Regions from separate parts of the Sus scrofa genome. Here all the other regions are linked to region 3. A link is a contact called in public Hi-C and HiChIP or PLAC-seq data. All regions are on one chromosome and are shown on one strand. The core of a region is the stretch at or near the end of the contact, and the rest is flanking DNA. Distances in the headings are between cores, read along the strand shown.

Region 1 (2,700 bases), core at 164-2,663, 610 kb after region 3:
CCCTTTCCCATCTCCCACACATTCATCCCTCCTTTTCTGAAGAGCTCTTGCAGTGACTTGAAGGTGGGGATGGGGGAGCAGTTTCCAGTTATCCCCAGCTATCCATATGCTAAGATCCTTATAAGCTCGGTCCATACCGCCTGCCCCAGAGAAAGAGGGAAAGGGGCCGTGATCCAGGGATCCAGAAGTGGCTTTTATTCCCCTCCTGTACTGAGAGAATCATACATTTAATGGGGTCAGGTTTGGTTAGTTTCTTAAATTCTTTAGACAATAGCAGCTGAGTCAACCTGAAAGTACTCTTGAAAGCACCGGGCCTTTCACCCCAGCGAGTGGGAGTGAGCACTCAAGCACCCATCAGCAGAGGAAGAAACTCATACATCACCTTGCATTCCCACCCTTCCCAGCAAGGGAGCGCCTTCTGGAATGAGGACACGGTGATCTACAAGCTCATGAAACAACACGGAGGAGAAACTTGCAAATGTAACATGAGCCGCAGAAGCTGGACAGAAAGTACAGACTGTGTGATTCCATTTACGCAAAGAACAAAATCAAGAGAAACTAAGCTCTGCTGTTAGAAGTCAGCATGATGATGGCCCCAGGGCTGGCTGTAACCTTATGATCCTTCCCTGGTGCTTCTCACTTGTCCTGGGGCTGGATGCATGGGTCAAACTGTTAGCGCGACTTCCACAAACCATGCACTTAGGAAATGTGCTCCCTTTGTGTGTGTGTGTGTGTCTCAGATTTAAGAACCTGACATAGCGTCCCCGTGAGGATGCAAGCTCAATCCCTGGCCTCACTCAGTGGGTTAAGGATCCAGTATTGCCTCAAGCTGCAACATAGGTTGCAGATGCAGCTCGGATCTAGTGTCGCTGTGGCTGTGGTGTAGATTGCAGCTGCATCTCTTATTCCACCCCTAGCCTGGGAACTTCCATAAACCCCAGGTGTGGCCCTAAAAAAGAAAAAACAAGAACTGCATCTCTCATGGGGCCAGCAGATCGGACAACCACTGTGGGCTTTTGGAAAGATGAGGCCCTTAAAAACACTACTTTCCTCGTCCACTGGCGCTTCCCTCCTGCTTGGTGTTCTGGTCTGTGTTTCCTCTCCGCGAGCTGTAAGGCACAAGCTGGGCAGAGGAGGGGATGGCCAGGGCAGGCTGCGGTGGAACCCCAAATGTTCCCCACAGAGGGATCAGGGTTTTGAGCTGGCTGACAAAAGGGAAAACAAAAAGAAAAATATCATTGTCGCTGTTTTCAACATTTTCCTTTCGATTGTCCCAAAGAGCGGAACCCCCCAGGAGCCCTTTGGCCCTTAATGTTCAAGATCCAGGGTTCTTCCAGAATGCACGCAGAAAGACAACGATGCCGGAGTATATAAAGACGCAGAGACTTGAGGGGCACCCTCCGGTCCCAGGGTTCTAGGAGGAGGATCCTGGGAGAGGATGAGAACTGAAAACCTCCTGGAGCCAAGGAAAGGGGCTTCCAGTGGCCACCTTCTTCTGAGGTTCTGATCCAGGATTTACTGTTGTTGTGGTTGTCGTTATTAGTTTGATCCGTGTAAAACTAACCTCTTAAGAGGCATGCGTTCAATTTCCCTTCCAGAAACCCTTTTAAAAAAAGAACCATTCTCTTTGAGATAAAAGAGGACAAACCAATTCAAAACTTTCACGTCCTCATTTCTCTTGCCGAATCTCAAGTGAACTTAAGGGAAAAAAAAAAACAACACTGAGACACACGGACCTATTTTAAGAAGAGCAGGTATTTCCCCATTGACACTTTGACTTATTTCTAGACCAGAAACTGGGCTGCAGGTCCACATAACTGCATCCTACCTAGAATTTGCTCGGCGTGGCGGCCGGGAAAGAGCAGCCTGGGGTCAAGCCAAAAAGGCCATTTTGCTCTTTTACGATCGAATGTTGTGAATTTCCTGATTTATAGCGTCTACTTTGATATTACACGCAGAGGCCACGCTTGGAGCTTAGCCCAGTCTTTTCTGGAAGGGATCCCTTTGAAATCAGGAGGTCCACTTAAAGGAAAGAGACTGAATTTTGTGTTCCCTGGGGACCAACTCTCCTTGTCAGGACATTATCTGGAAGCTGCTGATGGGAGGTGCGTTCTCATCCAACGTGCAATGGTGTTCAAGTCACTGCAAGTGTATCTGCCGGGGGATGTTTCCATTTCTAGAACCAAGCCAGAAGGAAGGTGTGGGAAGGGATTTCGCAGATTTCAAGTCTGGCTATTGTTCTCCACAAGGGATCATACAAGATTTCAATTAGTGACCATCTGGGAGTTCTCATCGTGGCTTAGCAGTTAACAAACTTGACAAGCATCCATGAGGATACGGGTTCGATCCCTGGCCTCACTCAGTGGGTTAAGGATCCGGCATTGCTATGAACCGTGGTGTAGGTCACAGACCCGGCTCTGATCCCACGTTGCTGTTGCTGTGGCTGTGGTGTAGGACAGCAGCTTCAAGCCCTAGCCTGGGAACCTCCATATGCCACAGGTGCGGCCCTAAAAAGACAAAAAAAAAAAAAAAAAAAAAGAAAAGAAAGAAATGACCATCTGCACCACCAGGTCTGGTCACGGCTGCTGGGTCATCTGGCTCAGGAGTCCCACCCAAGTCCACCTTGAGGTGGAGTTACAGAAGGGAGCTCCAATGTGGTGCCTCTAGGGCTGGCACTTGCTACAAATTTTGTCACACCAT
Region 2 (2,700 bases), core at 46-2,545, 510 kb after region 3:
ACTTGACTTTTTTTCTCCTCTGAGATTTAATTTTTACTTTTCAAAAATGTTTCAAGTGTGTCCGATGTTCAATGTTGTGTCAATTTCTGCTGTACAGCCAAGTCAAGACTTGACTTTAATTTAGAGGCCATGAGAATATTTTCTGACACCCACTTGCATGTTTTAGTAGTCATGTGGCCTGTTTTTCTTCCTCAGCTATAACTGACAAGCCTATAACCTGAGATTTGGATAATTGCCAGTGGAAATTAAGAAAACAAAAAAAAGAGGAGTAAGTTGGCACTATGCCCCATAAAATGATTTCACAAGTAGTGGGTCTGCTTGCTCAATGAAACAGTTCTTCTTATAACCAGTCATTACTGATTCCCACTTACTGCTCTTGCGGTTTTGGAAAAGAGTTCTTACTTATCTTTTCCATGTTCTACGCAATAACATCTTTTAGCTCGCCCTCAATGCTCCCTTTGGATGGCCAACCTTAGGTTTCGGACATTAATTTTGTGTTATTTCACTGTCATGATCACTACTAACGTTGTGATATTTGTCTTTTATTTGTTCCTCTGCATTTATATCAACAGTTTTAAACAAAAGTGTCAGCATACTGTATGGGTAGTTTAATATTCTGCCTTATTTCCTCAGCATTTCATTGTGAGACTCTTCCTATGGCTCCCAGACCCTCAACATACCAGTTTTGTGCATCATAGAATATTTTTTATAGTATTATACTGGACCACTGGTCATCATGTATTTGGCCATCTTGTATTTTTAAAAATTATTTTATTGAGGTATGGTTGATTTACAATGTGTTACTTTCTGCTGTGGAGCAAAGTGATTCAGTTATATATATGTATGTATATATATACTTTCTCATATTCTTTCCCATTATGGTCTATCACAGGATACTGAATATGCTTCCCTGTGCTATGTAGTTGGACCCTGTTTTTCATCCATCCTGTATATAACAATTTGCCTCTGCTAACCCCAAACTCCCAAGCCATCCCTCCCCAGCTTCTCCTTCCCCTTGACAACCACAAGTCTGTACTCTATGTATTTTCTGACATTTAAGTTGTGGCTAAAATTATACTATTATAATGTAAAGCTACGAGGAATCTCATTTGATACAAGTTTTTAGATGTCAGGACCATCTAGGCTTGAGTTAACAATAACCTCAAAATCTCAGTGGCTTAAGGTAGCAAAATGTTGTTTCTTGTTCACTTTTAAATGGAACCAAGGCTGGCCAGGAGCTCCATTCCACAAAGTCACTCTGTCCTAGAGGCAAAAGCAACACCAGCACTGCCACCAGCCTTCCAGGGTTCGGCAGGGCACAAAGTGAATGGGGAGCTCCCCCTGGCCTTCTGCGTTGAGCAGGGAAGTGAAACTCATCACTTCCGTTCACAGCCTTGGCTCCCAGCCAAGGAGGTGGTTTGTAACCTTTGACGAGCCCAAAGGAGAAGAGAGCAGGATGTGTGCAGGCAATTTTAATAGCTCCCCCCCACCCCCGTACAAGTGGATGACTTATTTAGGATACATGTCTTAACGAAGGGAGTTATTGGGTTTTGCCACCTTTTTTTTTTTTTTCCTAAGAATCTTATAACATTTTTATCATACCATCAGCTTTTTTTTGTCCCTGAAAAGCCCAAATGTTATCATTTTTTACTCTTTGCTGATCTAAGAGTTGAGAAATGCTGTCTCATTGTTTTTCAACTTGTGTTTCTTTCATTACTGTTGGGAGCAGAACTTTTCTCATCTGTTTATTATTCATTTTTAGTTTTGCAAGAGGCTCATAGGTGAACAACAACAAAAAATAACCTGAAAATTCTCTGAGCCTCCCTGGCCCACTTCATCTCTGGAATTTAAAATGCTTTAAAAGCCCTATCAGAATGACCCTGCCGCTCAGCTCACTGTTTTTCTCCTGATGGTAATTTGAACCTAAAAAAAAAAAAAAAAAAAATTCTTTTTGTTTCTAACAGGAACTCTTTTTTTTTTTTTTTTTAAATCTTTTTAGGGCCACACCTGCGGCATAGGGAGATTCCCAGGCTAGGGGTTGAACTGGAGCTACAGCTGCAAGCCTGCACTACAGCCATAGCAATGCCAGATCTGAGCTGCATCTGTGACCTACACCACAGCTCACAGCAACACCAGATCCTTAACCCAGTGATGGAGGCCAGGGATCGAACCTGCAACCTCATGCTTCCTAGTCGGATTCATTTCCATTGCACCATGAGGGGAACTCCTCCAACAGGAACTCTTATCCCTTACTTGTGGGAATGCAAAATGGTGCAGCCTTTTTGGAAAATAGTTGGGCAGTTTCTTACAAAATTAAATATACTCTTACCATATGATCCAGTCATAACACTCCTCAGTATTTAGCCAAAGAAGTTGAAAACTTCTTTCTACACAAAAAGCTGCACATAGATGTTTATAGCAATATAACATAACTATATTTATCACTGTCCAAACTTGGAAGCAACTGAGATGTCTTTCAGGTTAAATAAACTGTGTTACAACTAGATAATCAGCATTAAAAAGAAATGTGCCACCAAGCCTTGTTCCCATTGACCTCTCCCTCACCTTGCTCCTTTAGACCTAAAGGCACCTACATTTATTAGCCCCCCATTGTTTTCCTTTAACTCTTGTAATTGGTTCCTTTATTAAATTGCCCTGATGAAACTTAAAAAAAAACTGCTCTTTTTTTTAAATTGAAGT
Region 3 (2,744 bases), core at 8-2,507:
GTCTTAAGCTGCCATGTAGTTAGCCGGTAGTTGCAAGGTAGCATTAGAAAATGACTACACTCCTACAGTATAGCACAGGGAACTATATCCTATCTCTTGGGATAGAACATGATGGAAGATAATATGAGAAGAAGAATGTACATGTATATATGTGACTGGGTCACTTTGCTGTACAGCAGAAATTGACACAACGTTGTAAATCAATTATACTTTAATAAAAAATTAAAAAAAAATAAAATGAAAGGAGACATAGAAAAGCAGGTAGCAGGAAGGAGTGGAATGACGTAGGCAGGAACAAAGGAACAGCAGTGAAAAAGAGATATTTGACTTTGATGTGGGTGGTGAGGAGAAGGCAGTGAAAATGTGTAATAGGAATTTAAAATAAGAGGTACTTGGGAGAAAATAGAGTTTTAAAGGATCCAGGAAAGTCAAAAGAAAAAAAAAAAAAGAAAAGAAAACTAATACATAACTTACAGATTCTTCCTAGAAGTCTCTTCTCTGGCTAATGCCTAAGTTGGCTGGAATGTTCCAACCAATTCCACTGAGTTTGTGTTTCTCCAGATAAGAGGTATGAGAATGTTTATATTAACTCTCTCCCAGCTTAAAAGTGGTTCTAAAACATATAGCATTTCTACTTTTTTTGCTTGCATTCTATGTGCTCTCAAAGTCAGAACACAAGCCGAGAGCTTGAAGAGGGAGAGGCTGGCTCTTGCCAGCGAGGGCCTGGCACACGGCACGCTCAGTGCATATTTGTTGAGTAACTAAGCAAATGAACAAACGTTTATCAGCATATTCTTTTTATTGTTACCTCATTCTCTGTCTCAGTCTCTGTTGTAAGTATTTTGTCTACGTCATCTCCCTGAATCATTCAAATAGCCTTGTTAAACAAGTGGTGTCACCTTCATTTTACAAGTGGGGAAGCTGATGCTGATGCCCTGGAGAGTTTAATTGCTGCCCAAGGTTGGACAGAGATTGAGTGGCAGTGCTGGGGGCAGGTCTTCTCTACTAAAAACATATTTTAAAACACACACACACACACACACACACATATGCACACATACATCTATCATCTATCTATTCTCTATCAGTCTATCTACCATCTATCTGTATACCACCTATCCGTCTAAAATTTTAGTAAAATGACTGAGATTCTCTTTATACTGATTGCTTCCCTCTGCAGGAATTTCAGTTTGTGAAGCTAAGCGAGACCTGAGGTCTCTTTGCCTTTCTGGCTTCTTCTGTCAGATGCGCTTCCCTCTATGGACTGTAGGTGGCGCTTGAGTTCTTGTCAACTGTCTGGTTTTCCTCTACTCCTTACAAATGCCTGTATTTACTCCTGGCATCTTTGGCTCTTTGGAGAGCTTATTTTCTCACTATTAATACAGATGGGTGGTCTCATTACGGCCGATTCTTCATCTGTGAATTATTTAGTGTGAAGAGAAGTGCTTGCCCATACTTAATTTCTAATAGCGATTTAGAAACCTCTGTGCCAACCCCTAGGGAAATAGGAAAAGCTGAAAGCCTTTTTTTTTTTTTTTTTCTTTCTTTCTTTCTCTCTCTCTCTTATAACAAATCTGCTATTTTCCCAGTAAATGAAGGTAACTGGGATGGGATTTCGCACTTGAGAAGTACTTACTCTGTGACTTTAAATGACTTACCTTGCCTCATTAGTTTCATAACATCCTTAGGAGGGAGGTACTTTTATTATGCCTCTCACAAAGAAGAGAAAACGGATCCAGAGAGCAAAACATTCTGAAAAAGGGAAGGATTGGGGGTTGATTTAACACCCGAGGCTGCTCCCACCTGGGTGCTAGACAGGCCTTGTCTCCGACACAAGCACTGGAAGGAAAGAAGGGGGACAGAGACGCCCCTAGGGTAACTTTTGTTGTTACGGCTTATTTCCTTTGTATGGTCAACAAGAGGAAAACACACGGCAGCAGATGTGAGCTCAAAGCTCGTTTTGGACAGTGCAGTCTAAGGAACTGTGCGGCCCCCTGGCATAGATGTTCATATCTGTTGTCTCATCCCCCCTGATGTGGAAGAAAGGTGGGCAGGGATTAGTAGTGGGTGCTTGCACCCTTGGGGAACTAGGTGGTGAAGGAGAAGGGTATGAAGAGGCAGGTGGCGGAAGGTGTCATGGGGGTCCCTGCCATTTTAAGTCATTTCTATGCCATTGCAAAGAACTAACCCTATTAAGAGTTCCCATTGTGGCTCAGTGGTAACAAACCCGACTAGTATCCATAGGACACGGGTTTGATCCCTGGCCCTGCTCAGTGGGTTAAGGATCCAGCATTGCCATGAGCTGTGGTGTAGGTGGTAGATCTGAGGTTGCTGTGAATGTGGCGGTGGCCGGCAGGTGAAATTCCTATTCAGCCCGTAGGCTGGGAACTTCCATATGCCACAGGTGTAGCCCTAAACAAACAAACAGAAAAACAAAACAAAACAAAAAACTAACCCTATAGATAAATTGGTATCCGACTTAAGCCAATAGGAATTGAAATGTAAGTTTCTGTAGTTTATACCAAGTCTAGGCAAAACAGATCTGAAGTCTGGTTTCTGTAAGGCTTCATGGCTAGGGGCTCTATAGTAGGAGAAAAAAGCCAAAGACAGGCCTTTCCTACAAAGCTAAAGAGAGAGGGACTGCCTGTCCTAATTCATCCAATTTGGTAAGTTGTTTGGGCTGCCGGGAAAGCTAAAGCCGGCCACTCCCTCTTTTGGCCTCACATGACTACAATTAGTCAGTT

What was found. Hi-C and Micro-C count contacts between places; a contact is called where the count stands out from the background. HiChIP or PLAC-seq counts read pairs in DNA pulled down with a chosen protein or histone mark.
Region 1: a Hi-C map of omental adipose tissue shows a contact between it and region 3, with 5 times the contacts expected there. The contact joins two enhancer-like sites. A contact is called at or near these places in 1 of 5 promoter capture datasets (liver), 30 of 47 Hi-C or Micro-C datasets (adipose tissue, alveolar macrophages, blood and 14 more) and 2 of 2 datasets of contacts at active chromatin or transcription factors (alveolar macrophages and skeletal muscle).
Region 2: an H3K27ac HiChIP or PLAC-seq map of alveolar macrophages shows a contact between it and region 3. The contact joins two enhancer-like sites. A contact is called at or near these places in 1 of 47 Hi-C or Micro-C datasets (blood) and 1 of 2 datasets of contacts at active chromatin or transcription factors (alveolar macrophages).

Annotation. Positions count from the first base shown.
Region 1 is chr14:2,179,169-2,181,868 of Sscrofa11.1, reverse strand. No RefSeq gene overlaps it. Among named protein-coding and RNA genes, the nearest start is that of SYK, 77 kb to the right of the region's middle. Within about 2 kb of position 1,413, at least 4 of the 83 cell types and tissues checked have an H3K27ac peak or open chromatin away from gene starts, as enhancers often do. A contact at or near this core is called in omental adipose tissue, where this site is marked.
Region 2 is chr14:2,276,151-2,278,850 of Sscrofa11.1, reverse strand. No RefSeq gene overlaps it. Among named protein-coding and RNA genes, the nearest start is that of SYK, 170 kb to the right of the region's middle. Within about 2 kb of position 1,295, at least 12 of the 83 cell types and tissues checked have an H3K27ac peak or open chromatin away from gene starts, as enhancers often do. A contact at or near this core is called in alveolar macrophages, where this site is marked.
Region 3 is chr14:2,790,789-2,793,532 of Sscrofa11.1, reverse strand. No RefSeq gene overlaps it. Among named protein-coding and RNA genes, the nearest start is that of NFIL3, 190 kb to the right of the region's middle. Within about 2 kb of position 1,257, at least 13 of the 83 cell types and tissues checked have an H3K27ac peak or open chromatin away from gene starts, as enhancers often do. A contact at or near this core is called in alveolar macrophages and omental adipose tissue, where this site is marked.